Linked DNA regions of Mus musculus: region 1 is linked to region 2. Evidence: chromatin contacts called from public Hi-C data. All regions are on one chromosome and are shown on one strand. Each heading gives the region's core, a stretch centred on a gene start, on an enhancer-like site or on the middle of the called end of the contact. The rest is flanking DNA. Distances are from core to core; before and after follow the strand shown.

What was found. Hi-C and Micro-C count contacts between places; a contact is called where the count stands out from the background.
Region 1: a contact with region 2 is called in a Hi-C map of beige adipocytes, with 4 times the contacts expected there. The contact joins two enhancer-like sites. A contact is called at or near these places in 19 of 484 Hi-C or Micro-C datasets (the HPC-7 cell line, the MC3T3-E1 cell line, the Patski cell line and 15 more), 5 of 115 datasets of contacts at active chromatin or transcription factors (CD8 T cells, embryonic basal ganglia, embryonic stem cells and 1 more) and 4 of 9 other capture datasets (adipose tissue, embryonic stem cells, liver and 1 more).

What each region holds. Positions count from the first base shown.
Region 1 is chr3:138,905,208-138,912,048 of GRCm38.p6, reverse strand. No RefSeq gene overlaps it. Among named protein-coding and RNA genes, the nearest start is that of Tspan5, 170 kb to the right of the region's middle. Within about 2 kb of position 5,503, at least 68 of the 459 cell types and tissues checked have an H3K27ac peak or open chromatin away from gene starts, as enhancers often do. A contact at or near this core is called in adipose tissue, beige adipocytes and embryonic fibroblasts, where this site is marked.
Region 2 is chr3:138,758,154-138,765,615 of GRCm38.p6, reverse strand. All of the region lies in intron 1 of Tspan5 (tetraspanin 5), which reads right to left. Among named protein-coding and RNA genes, the nearest start is that of Tspan5, 20 kb to the right of the region's middle. Within about 2 kb of position 4,840, at least 69 of the 459 cell types and tissues checked have an H3K27ac peak or open chromatin away from gene starts, as enhancers often do. A contact at or near this core is called in adipose tissue, beige adipocytes and embryonic fibroblasts, where this site is marked.

The DNA.
Region 1 (6,841 bases), core at 4,254-6,753, 150 kb before region 2:
AGAGAGAGAGAGAATATAATGAAGGTGTGAGGTGTGTGTGTGTCCATCTCTGTTTCATCACCCAAGCAAGCAATGGAAGTGCATACACAAAGTTTCATCTGTAGTAAGCAAGGAGACTCTTTCTTTTCTTAATCCCAAGCAATATTACCCAGGTGCATGATGTTCATTCACACTGTACCGTGTATGACTAGTAACTGAGAGATGATTTATGGAAAGATGTTTCTAGATTATATTTGATATTACACCATCTTATGTAAAGCACATGAGCAGCTCTAGATTCGCGTATAGACTGGGGGAGCAAGCACGAGTCCCTCCAAGATGCTCAGGGACCACAGTGCCTATCTACCACACAGCAGATAGACTGCTGGTGTAATGGGCACTCTAATATTGTATTTTATTAGGTCAGCAACAATGCTACTATGGTGTGTATAAAGTACATTAAAATTATATTTGTTTCAAAGCTGCACACTGGGTCTTACACATCCCACATACACACCCCACACACACCACACATACACACCCTACCACTGATGCATGCTCACAGTTGTCCTCTTTAACTACAAAGTTCTAAGAGTTATTGGAGGGGGGCACAGACATGGTTCAGTGGTTAAAAGCATTCACAGCTCTTCCAAAGGGCCTTCTTCTGGTCCCAGTACCCACATCTACTTGTGATTCTAACTCTAGATCCACTGGCCTCTGCTGGCCTTCACGCACGGCACCGCATTAACATCTTGGGACTATGAAGAAGGCTCAGTAGGTAGACACATTTGCATGACCTAAAACATTATGGACCCAACATGACAATTGAAATTTGATCCCCAGAACTTACTTGGTAAAAGGAAAGAACCAAAGTTGTGCTCTGACCTGGACATGTGCCCCTTCTGTCTCTGTTTCTTTCTCTCTCTGTCTCTGTCTGTCTCCCTCTCTGTGTCTCTCTCTGTGTGTCTCTCTCTGTGTGTCTCTCTCTGCGTGTCTCTCTCTGTGTGTCTCTCTCTGCGTGTCTCTCTCTGTGTGTGTCTCTCTCTCTGTGTGTCTCTCTCTGTCTCTGTCTCTCTGTCTCTATACCTCTGTCTCTGTACCTCTCTCTCTCTCTCTCTCTCTCACCCACACCCCCCCCACACACACAGACTCATACACAGAGTAAAAAAATTAACTTTTACTGTAAAACTTTATATATCGTGTGGCTCCAGTTTGTACAGCTTTAACTATCAGTAGGTCATAAATCAGATTACTATATTACAGATTACAGTAACTATCATAAATCAGATTCTTTTAATAATTTGACTCAACCATTCCACTATCAGAATATCCAGAGCTACATGCAAAGTGTAGGCCATATAAGAAAGGGCATAGCATCTGTGCTCAGTTGTATAGAGCTGCAATCGATTAACCGTTGATGGGTGGCAGCCTGCTACATGCTAGCTAGCTACTCCACACCAATGGCTGTCAATCATTTTGGATTCTGGGCCTTTTCACTCTTTTAAAGACGGCTAAGGGCCCCGAAGAGCCCTTGTTTGTGTGGAATTTCTGTGAATATTATGCTAGAAATCAAAATGGAGAAAGATTAAAAACACTGAAAATTATAAGCCCAGCCCCGCTTTGCCCTAAGAGTGGACGTCACTGCCCTCCACCATCTCTGAAGACCTCAACATTCTCAGAATGAGTAACAACGGCAAAGCGGAGACCAAATGGTTTAGCATTAGAAGACAGATTAAACCCTGGGAGCTCTTGCACGTTAAAAATTGCAAAAAGTCCATCCATGGACCAAATTTTGAGAACACAATCCACTTGCACACTATGCAGGCTAACATACTATCACTACATAAACTATCCTCACTGACACTGAAAAAAAAATCTGATTTAATGAAATCAAAACATTAATAGACATGATTGTACCTCCACTATGTTTGGTCCTCCTGCCTCTTAGGTGCTGGAATTACAGGCAGGTGTGGCCACACAATCCCTCTTACTCTACAACTTAAAAGCAGAATTCGTAAAAAGTCAACCTCTAGTACTACACTTACTTGTTCTTTTGATTTTTCTGCATTGAGATTTTTTTTTAAACTTTTGCAATCCAATCCCAGCTAAGCAGTAAGGAGACAGCAGCAAAGGTGGCCACCAATAAGGTACTCACGCTTTTGTTTCTTTGTTCCATGCTGAGCATTGAGCCAGGGCCTTGTGCATGCTGGGTATGCATTCCACCACTCAACTATCCCCTCAGTATCAATCTCAGACAGGCCAACCAGAGTTGTCTGCAAACCATAGCACGGCTCACTTGGAGCTTGGTAGAACTGTGACTCTCCAGCCCCATTAAGAACTCCTGAGTCAGAACCTGTGCTCAGAACCTGCTAATCCCTGTTCATTACCACCACCATCTTTTTAAGTGGGAGCTTAAAAAGATGCCTGGGAGGGCTGGTGGGATATTAGTGCTCCCAGCTGACTCTACCATGCATGCAGAAAATGATACTTTAATGTTAAGATCTTAGTTCCCACCTTAGAGTAAAACTGAAACTCAAAGTAACCACAGCTGTGTACCACAGCAGTCCCCAGCATCCGCAACATGTGACAACCTCCCTGCCCGATCCTGGGTCCCAGGAATTTCAGGGGAACAAAGGATTTGGATGGAGAGAGGTGACTTAGTCCATTCATAGTACTTAAATAAGTGCCTTAGGTTGGTAATTTATAGACAACAAAAGCTCATTGTTTACAGTTCTGAAGGCTGTGCTGAAGTACCAGAAGTTGGGTGCCTGCTGGAGACTCAGTCCTTCCAGCACATTCCAGACCTTTGCACCTGTTAGAAGAGAGGAACACCTGCCCCCGGGGCCTCCTTCATAAAGGCATGGAGTCTACTCAAGACCAAGGGCTCCACACACACCAGTCACCTGAAGCCCTGCCCCTTGATACTGCTTCATCTGAAACACTTTCTTTGTGAGTGTTTTGTCTACGTGTGCACATTGTATGTGTGTACATCATGTGCATGCCTGGTATCTGTAGAAGTCAGAAGATGGCTCAGATTCCCTGGAACTGGAGTTAGAGTTAGGGGTGGTTGTGACCCACCATCCTTGGAATTGAACACTGGTCCTCTGCAACAGCAGTAGGCCAGTGCTCTTAACCGCTGAGCCATCAACTCAAGCTGGGGGGCACCTTTAAGGCAGAAAATTTTCAAGGATTTAGTTATCCAAGCCACAGCAGCTGTCTTCCCACCTATCTGCCCACTTGATTGGCAGATGTGTGAGGTAAGCGTAGTTACTATTTGAGGGGGGATGGGGTACTGGAACTTTTACTATTTTTGCCTTTAACAACACACCGTGATGGACAATTCTAGCAAATTTTTTCCGAATTGTTTTTTAAAACATTTCTGCAACATAGTGAGTCTGTTTCCTCACTGTCACATTGTCCTGGAAACTCTGTTTTTCATATTGCCTTCATTGCGAAGGAAATCACAACTGCCTGCCCATTGGTTCCAGTTTTACCTTCCCATGCTGGGTCCCCTACAACCCTTCCCTGGCCACACCTTCCCTTCCTGCCCGGAGTCTGGAAATCATAAGCTCCTCCTCCCGCCCCTGCCCCAGGTCTTATCTCATAGACCTCTTCCTTCTTGGAGCCTTTAGCAGTGGTTCTCAACCTGGGGTGTAAAGACCCCTTAGGGGGTCACGTATTGGGTGTTCTGCATATCAGATACTTACATTGTGATTCGTAACAACAGAATCAGAGTTATGAAGTAGCAAGGAAATAATGTAATGTTTGGCGTCACCACAGCATGAGGAGCTGTGTTAAAGGGCTGAAGTATTAGGAAGGCTGAGAGCCACTGCTGGCTTATTTGCCCCTGGAAAAATGGTAGTTCAACTCTTAACAAGTTTAAGACTTTTGGCCTGGGGTAATTCCACTTTGGTTTACAGTTCTGAAACTTTCCTGAGAGCCTGCAGCAGTGCCTGGAGTAGAATATACTTATACAACCATACGCTGTGGGGTCAAGGGACAGATGGGTTGTTGGCCCCAGTGGCTGCTTGCAACTGTTAGGGAACTACTGGGTTGTTTTGGTGACAACACAAGGAGACTGCAGAAGGCACCGATCATTTTATGGATGCGATCTTAATCATTGTAGCAGGTGGCTTTTAAGATTAAATACAGAATGCACTGCCATGATCTTAAATATAATAATGCATTCTTTATTTAACATACCCCAGAAAAGGTGGCAAGACTGGCCAGGCATAGTGGTGCACACCAGTGATTCCAGTACTTGGGAAGTGGAAGCCAGGGGAATGAGTTCAAATGCAGCATGAGTTACACAGCAAGCTGAAAGCTAACTAACCCAAGATATACACCAAGAGCCTATCTTAACAAAACTGGGACTCAGCAAGACATTACAAGAGCAGAAAGCAGACTGTTGTCATATACCGCACAGTGGTCAGCTGCCTCCAGTCAGCTGATGAGAACCTCAGGCTAGCTTCCTATCAGGAGGGTTCCCTGCACTCCGTGGACCTGAGTTTGAATCTCAGGGAATATAATATTGAAAGACACAGTTGAACCCATGATAAACTCCTAACATGTATAAGCCATGGTTTCTCCCGTCTCTAAAATCAAAGGTTGTAGCGAGAAGGTCTGAGCTTGTTGGCACAGCTCTTGGAAGCTTGATACAGGGAGATTGCTCCAAGTTTGAAGGCAGCCCGAGATACAGAACAAGGACTATCAGGCCTGTTGGAGCTAATTGATAACCTTTTGTGTTAAAGCAAAAGACCAAAACAAGATAGAAATCTTTGACCATTTCCGAAAAAGGAGATAGTAATTCTCAAATCAAAGCTAACACCACTAGATTCTCAATCAGTCTTGTTTTAACGGGAAGTCCAGGAAAGTCTGCTCCCTTTGTCCTGTACAGTCAGTGTTGAAGACCAGAGGTGCGGCTTAGGACCTGGATCATGGCTCACACAAACCCCTCCAGTGGGGATTCTATGCTCTGAGAGGGGATGCCGTTTATCATACCACCCCCACTAGGATGATAGGTGCCTGGAAGACATAGCACCCCCAGAGTGGCTGGTGAACACTTGGTGGCAGTGAATATCATCTTCTAGAAACTGCATCTGAGACGATACAGGAGGCAGGGCCAGCTTCCACCAGGCCTGCCAAACCCTGCTGCAACAAGGTAATAAAACGCCAGTGGCAAGATCAGCACCTAGATATTGATGAGAACAAGATGTCCCGTGCCTGGGTTCCCAGAACGAGACCCAGCTTTCAGGACTGTGAAGTAGGAACGCACCTACTCTTATTAAACACCTGCCCTCGGCCCATATCCATTTCCCAACGCAGATATTGATGAGAACAAGATGTCCCGTGCCTGGGTTCCCAGAACGAGACCCAGCTTTCAGGACTGTGAAGTAGGAAAGCACCTACTCTTATTAAACACCTGCCCTCGGCCCATATCCATTTCCCAACGCTGGAATGCGGCTTGCATCCATCCGCAAGGAACCTCCCTTCCAACACCAGCCAGCTGTGGTTCTCCGTGGCTGACACTAGAGGGCAGGCCACTAAAACTTTCCTGTCCTAATCGGCCCAGAAGTTCTTGGAGGTGAGGACCACATGGGTCGTTTGTTTTGCTGGACACTGGTTCTTTGTGGAACTCATGCATACCTTGTAAAACTATGTCTCCACCCGCTCTCTGACTTTTAAAGTACATTTACTTTAGCCCTTGTTTCTAGAAGTGGAGATGAAGGACCAGGGTGTCTAGCTCGGTCTAACTGGGAGGGGATGGCTCAACCTTGGGACAAAGGAAGCTGCAGGCCTCCAGAGGGAACCAATTAATTCCGAAAACCAAGAATGTCTTAAAAGCCACACTGTAATAGATTCTGCTGCTATGGCAAGTCTCTCAAAAATAAAATAAAATAATAAAATTAAAGGCTAGGGGAACATTAAGATGGTTTTGGTATCTTTAGAGTTTAGTTTCTGTCCCCTGCTTCCTGGATCCAAACATCTGATAACTGTGCCCCTAGTCATGTTTCCACTCTAAGTCACAACTCAGCCCTGCCTACAGCTACATTTGCTGTACATTAGTCTCCACTTGCTGACAGTGTCTCACAATTACCGTTCCCTGCTCCAGCTTCCTGGCCACAGTAGCCAGAGTTTATGGAGAAGTTCCCAGTCCTTCCTTGGAGGTCTGCACAGATTTCCCAAGAGAAGGAGCAAGCACCAATGTATAAATGGCAAAGCTTGCTGGGGAAGGCCTGCCAGGTCACTGGGCTCCGACCCCCATTGTTCGCCCACTGGCTTCCCAGGGCTCTTCTCCAAGAGAGCCGGAAACAGGCGCGCTGGGAGAGCCACACGCTGCAAAATGATTCCATTCCTGCCCACACAAACACCAGTCCAGAGTGAGCCAAGGCCTTTCCGAAGAAGCAAAAGCTTAGACCAGAGTAACTTCTAAGATGCTCCTGGAGGGGAGTCAGCCTGGGACCTGGGGCAGGAAGCGAACCCACAGAAATGTCAAGGGGGCTATACCCTGGGAAAAGAAACAGGAGTTTTCATCCACTCTCTGATGAGAAGTTCTGGTTTTTACTGTTCTTTTTTATGAATAGTAATTTTTAAGTATATATTACAGAAGCAATCTTTGTGGGAACCAGTAAACAATAGAAATTTTTTTTAAAAATGGTAATTTTCCCCAAAGTCCATGGTCTTTGCAAGGACAAAACTTCTGCTAGTTTTGAGCCTTGTAAACAAAGCACCATTGTAACTATAACCGCTCTGCTGCTGGCCACAGCATGGAGGGAATAACCAGGCCCCACAGCATCAGGTAAAGAGACATCAACAGGGCTTGCCCATCTTCAGTCCCCGACAAGTTTCTTTAAAATCAAAA
Region 2 (7,462 bases), core at 3,591-6,090:
CTCTCTAAACCCCTGGAAAAAAACTTCAGCATTTTAGAATTTATGTTCAATGGCAATGAAAAGTATGTTAATATTCAAGTCTTTCTTTCCTTTAATTATTTGCAATAAAATAGCTATATAATAAATAGCTATATATAATTATCTTTCTCCAGGCATGGTTGCACATACCTATGTTCCCAGAACTTGGGAGGCAGAGGCAGGTGGAGCTCTGTGAGTTTGAGGCCAGCCTCATCGACGTACTGAGTTCTAGGACAGCCAGGTCAATGTAGAGAGACTACGTATCTTTCTATGCATATGCATTTAAGCTAGCTAATATCGCACGTGCATAAATTAAAAGAGAAATTGCTTTTTAAAATAATTGGTACGCCCTCTTCACTGTGATAACAAATATACTGTGCCCAGGAGTTGAGGTAATTACAGACCACTAATCCACAAACAACACCATAAACATGTGAAAATTGACGTGTGGAGTTTTGTTTTGTTTTGTTTTGTTTTTAATTTTTAAAGAATGAAATCATTAACTAAAGATAAAAAGAACCACAGCCAACGGATGGGAATTTTGTCCCTGAATGGCCACACCCACTCTGATTCACACTAGCGTTCCATGCTCCCTTAGCTTCAAGGGCACAGCTTCAGCAACCACAGTGTTTGGTGTTGTTCCCTGTGGGGACTGGCTGAGAAGTACTCAGAGTGGGTGTTGTCTTGGGCCCTTCTGCAAAGTCCCCATGCCTCAGCCATCTTGCTGAGCCACCTCTCTCCTTTAGCAGGGAGCCCTACCACAAGAAGCCCCTCACTCCTACCACACCAAGATGTTCTTCAAAATGGTAGAGACACGATGGAATTTACACCACCAGAAATGCCAAAAAGCATTTGACTTTACAAGCACCGCCTGCTTTCTATGTCAGCTAAAGCTTGGAGAGTGGCACTTTAGGAGCCCTGACTCCCCTTCCCCACCCCTCCCACTTCCAAAGCACACAGCACAGCACCAGTGGAAATCATCATATTTATCTAGCCCTCACATAGCAAGGGTCCCCCTCCCATGGATATCTTATTAAAATCCACTTCCTGATCCATGCTTATTTTTTACCCTGTTCCTGACTTCCTAAGTTCTAGCCTGACTCATGCTGGACCTCAATTAGCAGCCACAGCCAGTGAATAATTTTTCACCTATCATTAAGTGAACGAAATGTCATTTCTGTTTATGGTCTGACTAGATGCCTGTAAGATTCATCCTGGAAATCATAGGACTAAGATTCCACATCAGGTTTCCTACCTGGGCACCTCTTACCATCTAGCATCTAAAGTCTTCATTTTAAACCTGTATTATATATTATCCCTCTCGGCGAGGGGGGGGGGGTGAAGAGTCCCAGTACAGATGGCAAGTGCATGTAGAACTCACAAAGAAATGCACTCAAAATTGCTCTGAACCAAGGACTAGCCTTGGCTCCGCCCAGCTGAGCGACTGAGAATCAATCATCAACTCGTCCCTAACGTGCCTCAGGTGAGCTCTGAGGTGAGCTCTGAGGCCTTCTCCAACAGCATGGCTGAGTGCCTGAAAACAACTTACAAATACCAGACACAGATTTCGAGATCTCTCTGGCCCTGTTTCATCAGAGGCCCACTGCTGTCAAGACAGGCCGTTGCTGCCTCGTGGTAGGAGCACCTTGCTAGGACACTCCCATCTGTTCTTAAGGGCCAGGCATCTGGCTAACCCTGCATTTTTGCCTCAGATGGGCTACAGCTTGTCCCTGAAGGGGCTGCCCACACTCCTGGTGTCAGACTCCTTTTCTACGACCAAGAATCAATCACACTTGGGCTCAGCTTCAATCTCATCCAACACAGGACGCAATTCCTGAAGGTACTGTGGTCTGTCTCCTTTGCTTGCCTGGAGGCACACTGACACACAGAGAAGTATCTAAGATGACATCCTTGCCGCTAAGAAACCTGACCAGCTATGAGGCACTACCAACCCTCGCCTTCCCAACCATGTTCTCTGTGGAGGAGGCCCGTGTAAGTATGTTCTATGCAGGACTTATGTGAGCACATCTAACTGGGTATAAAAGCTGTACACAGGATAACCAGACAGGTCTAGATTTGACTTTACCCCATAGACAAGGTAATAAATTAACTGGCGTCTGCTTTTTGAACCCTGAAAGAAGCTGGGCGTTGGTGGCACACGCCTTTAATCCCAGCATTCGGGAGGCAGAGGCAGGCGGATTTCTGAGTTCGAGGCCAGCCTGGTCTACAAAGTAAGTTCCAGGACAGCCCGGGCTACACAGAGAAACCCTGTCTCAGGAAAAAAAAAAGAAGAAGAAGAAGGAGGAGAAGGAGGAGGAGGAGGAGGAGGAGGAGAAGGAGAAGAAGAAGAGGACGACAAAGATTTCTGGACCAGGCACTAAGGACTTACCATACAGAGCACAGGAGGCAGCAGGAACATCATTCTGGCCTGGGTTCTCTTTGCTCTAAAGGTCAAAGGTGAATGCTGTCCATGCAGTGGGTAGGCATCATAGCTGAGGAGCAATGTTTGGGATTCTGGGGCCCCACTGTCCACAGAGGCTGCTCTTTGTCTGGAGAAAGACATTACATCATGTCTGAAGGATGAAGGCTGCTCCCTATGAACAACCAGAGCAATGGCCCAGGTAAAGCTCACTCTCACTACAACCGCCAGGAACGCTGTCCAAGAAATCACCCAATGCCTGTGTGGGCTTCCAAACATAGATGAGTATCCCTCTGCAGCTCCCAATCTCAGCCATTGCTTCTCACGAGCCTCAATACACTCTTCCCATCACGGCAGCAAACAGTAAGGCCCTTCCTGGAAAGGGGCTTTGACATCCACAAGACACAACTCCAAGAAGCAAGCACGTCCCTCGGTGTGGTAACCAACCTCAGCTTTGGCTTCTCATCTCCCTCCCCAGCCCACTTTTTCACCTTTAGAACTTTTGTGAAGAGGCAGAGGATGGCCTCAGACTAGGTAAGGGTTGAGCTACAGGAATCTCCTATGTCAAGGAAGGAACAGAAATCGTCTATGACAGTTCAGAAGGTGAAAATCAATCCAAACTCTGCTGCAGATGCTCACAGCACAGAGCAGGAGAGTTATCTTTTACTATAGCATCCATGTTTTCCCTTTAGACCTAGAATTTTACCTCTCAGACAACTAAAAATACCAGAGCCCTTAATGTTCGGCAGCTCGTAGACACCTCTTGTTTAAAACTATTTTTAAAATTATAAGCATACAAGTGTAAATTCAATTAAGAGAATGTAATAATCTGGATGAATTATATGCTAATAAACTAAGTAATTTCATAAGCATACCTATTTGTGTATAGCAATTTTTTTGTAGTGGGGGCCAAATGGATGCTTATTTTGTTCCTTAATGAAAAAAAAAATTACTTCAAATTTAATTAAATTATTTCAATGGATAATTATTACTCAGTATATTTTAAGCAGTTTTTAGGCATACTTATGTATATTTAATTGTAATTATAATGCGGATATAAATGGCCTCAAAAGGACCCCCTAGCTGGGAAAATAATTTAGTTGGTAAAACGCTTGCTACACAAACATAGGGAACCTAAGTTTGATTCCCTAAAAGCCACTTTAAAAAAACAAAGAAAAAAAAAGCTAAGTACAGTGGTACACATTTGCAATCCCAGTACTCACAAGGCAGAGACAGGAGATGTCTTGTATGCCAGTGCAACCTAACTGGTGAGTTCCATGCCAGGGAGAGACCCAGTCTCAGAAAACAAGGTGGACGGCGTCTGAGATATGACGTCCACGTCACACCCATGCACGCCGGGGCACCTACACACACAATGCGCACACACAGGGTCCCCACGTAAGAGGAAAGCTCGGTGACAGCACAGAAGCAGACCGTCGCAACACATGGACACGGTGAGAGCATGTGGCAGCTGTCCCCAGGCCAAACCTTACCATCTACTAGCCAAGGAAAAGGATGGACTTCCAAGATCCTTCCGTGGGAGCAGGACAATGGAAAGCAAGCTTGAAAAGTGACAGATTCCATCCTTCAGGGAACACATCCTAAACCTGACAACACCCTTCTCAAGGGACAGAGACCCAGAGCACACCGTGACAGTGGGGTACTTTCTGGAAGTCCCTGTTCACCTGCACTCCTTAGCATGCTGGTGTCTGGGGTGACCCTAAAGATGTTGCCTATACATACTCACACAGGTAGGAGTGTCAGGGCCTACATCTGAGCCCAGGCTGTCTTTTACCCACTGCAACATTCTCGGCCTAGCCTGGGATGGGGAGGGAACAATGGAAATAAAGAGATGTCTGTTTTTCACAGACTATGTTTTTAATCCTCTCTGGAGCTCAGCAGTGCAAAACAAACAACCAAGATTCCACAGATATTTGCACTCCATAATAAAAATACAAAACAGGACATATGTGAACTCAGAGATGCTTTATCACCCCACATCCTCAAACACCTAATAGCTTTCTTAAATATTGGAGACAACAATCTCAAACAACGCCTGTGCGATCCGGCCTAATCTACTCAATATGCAGCTTAGGCGCCAACTAATTGTGTTTCTGCTAACTTAACAGCTGCATATGGAGTCCATATGAGGCAGAAGTTTCTTGGCCGCTCATTCCAAAGCATGAGAGTAATACATAATAAATAACCTGAATAGTTACTTAACATAAGCAAGGTTGATGTTAATCAAAATGACTGAGCCAAAACTGTCAAGTCGAGCCAAATGGAGTGAGAGAACGGGGACTTGGCAGCTCGGGTGATTCGGCGCTCAGGCATCCTACCAATAGCACTGCCAAATGCCACCTTCACCCCAGATCAGTGTGTAAATGGTATACAGACATCCTCACCACTGGCCAGGCTAAAACCTGACCCGTGAGCGAACCCACAGGGACTCTGACTGTCCTCTCTGCACACTGCCCCTACAAGTAAGGCTGAGGGCATCTCAGACCTATAAAATGAAAAGCTGCCAGAAAAAAAGAGCTCTGTCCCCTGTTTTATAACTTACAGCCGGAGAATAAAATCCATCCTTAAGAGGAGATTGCAGAAAGATGACTGGTAGGTAACAGAGACTAGAGGATTTTTCACGTCCTTTTCAACATGCAAGTCTTAAGGTTACATAATCAGGTCTGCAGAAGGCCAATTAAAGCACGGTTCCTTCCAGTACTCTGCCCTAAATAGACCAACTAAAGAACAACGGATTAAATATTTGCACAGCCATTTCTGTTCAAAAGAATCCCAATCCTCTATTCTGTCTGCAGCAGGCTAGCCTTTTTATTTTGAAGACTAAGAGGGGTTTAGCCTCCCTTAAGAAGATTCCCTGCCTCCTCGATCCTGGAGTTAAAGTCAAAGAAAGAACGGGGCAAGAGAAGGAAAATTCCATGGGAAGGAACTTCAAAATTAAAACTGTGTTTTGAAAGGTGCAATAAAGAATGGGCTGTTATCCCCAGCTGTGACGCAACAATCTCCCACAGTTCAGGGTGAGATGATTATACATATCATACATATACTTTCTGACCCATCTACAAATGAGAAACACAACAGGGTTCTTCCTGTGTGCACTGTAAATATCGAAGCTGATCTCTAGCCTTATGTTGAACTTCAAAAGATTTCATTTCATCAAGTCTGGTAGCTCATGCCTATAATTCCGTCACTGGGAAGGCTGTGACACAAAGACTGCCATGAGTTAAGAGACCAGCCTGAGCTAACTTGTCTCAAAAAAATAAACAAAACGTCCCATATAGTTTGAAATGTTATAGTATGCTATGATAAAGACATTTTATTCTCTTAACATGGATAAAAATATTTAAAGGTCACATATCAGTCATTCAGATAATTACTGTACATATCTACGAAAAGACAGCACATATCTATATTTAAGACAATCCAAATATTGAAATTGCTATTTAACAGCCATCAGTGACACATGTCTGTATTTAAACTAAATAATCATATATTTTACAAAAGTGTAAGAGATATTTCCAGGTCGCTTTGGTGCCTTCCACTCATTTCTACAATGTTGATTCTTCATCTTAAGGAAAAATAGAAGTAAAACACTATTTCAAACTCTTATACAGCTGTTTCAAACTCTCACCAGATAGCAATTGAAGAACACTCTAAGCATGCAGCGAGAATACCAAGAATGGTTAAATTTTGCAGACCTAAGGAAAAATGAAGATGCCATATACACCCAGGCAGCTCTTCACTCTTGATTCTCAAGACCAGCAGGCAAAGCAAAAGGAGCCAGAACCAAAGGAGCACTGGTCTCCTTAGGATTCCTGCTATGACATTCAAAATCTAGGAAGGCTGTAGAGCTGCTCCCCTTGAGCTGTCACAGGGACAGTGGCTGTCATTCCCCAGCTAAGTGGGGCACAACCAAGGCAACAGAGAACTAGGAAATCCCAGCTACAAGGTTCAGCACAGAAAGTCATAGTCAGCGGCTCAAAAAAGGAAGAGATGAGAGCTATTGTTTTGCAAAGCTCCTTATCACTGGCCATTCCTTCTCTTAAAAGTACACAGTTTCTCAAATGCCTGCAGGAGGTTTATTGATTTTCCTTTCTTTCCCTCTTTCTGGTTGACTGAAACCAGTGTTTATTCACAAGGCATTGCTCTGTATGCTGAAAACACTTATTCTCAATGTTGTCCTGAGGGGGAAGACGCTAGTAAAGGCAAAACAAACGCTTAAAGGGTAGTGATGTAGCAGTATCCACTTCAAAGTGAGGCTAAAGTCATAGCCTCACGGATGACTAGAGAGAAACTCTAAGATGACTGGCTGGCTAGCTGGCTCACTGGATGGATAGATGGATGGATGGATGGATGGATGGATGGATGGATGGTGGATCATAATTGTCTGGATGGATGGATAGATGGTGGGTTGGATGGATGGATGGTTCATAGTTGTCTGGATGGATGGATGGACGGATGGTTCATAGTTGTCTGGATGGATGGATGGATGGATGGATGGATAGATGGATGGTTCATAGTTGTCTGGATGGGTGGATGGATGGATGGTTCATAGTTGTCTGGATGGATGGGTGGATGGATGGGTGGATGGATGGATGGATGGATGGATAGATGGATGGTTCATAGTTGTCTGGATGGATGGATGGATGGATGGATAGATGGATGGTTCATAGTTGTCTGGATGGGTGGATGGGTGGATGGATGGTGGGTTGGCTGGATGGCTGGGTAGTTGGTTGGTTTTGTGCAGTTGTTTGCTGCTTTCAGCATTTGGATAGAAGCTTCCAGTTCCAGTTGAACCCAATGAAAGTATTACTAGGATTATGAGCATCCTTACTTCAAAATTCTATCCATGTTTTTATATTGCTTTCCCAATAGAAAAGCACACAATAATTATCCTGTTCCTTAAAAGTGCATCAAATAACAAGATTTAAGCCATGTTGAACTCAACCATAAAGTAAACAGGAGAAGGTGGAGCCTCCTAAGACAGACTGCAGAAACATTTAAGGT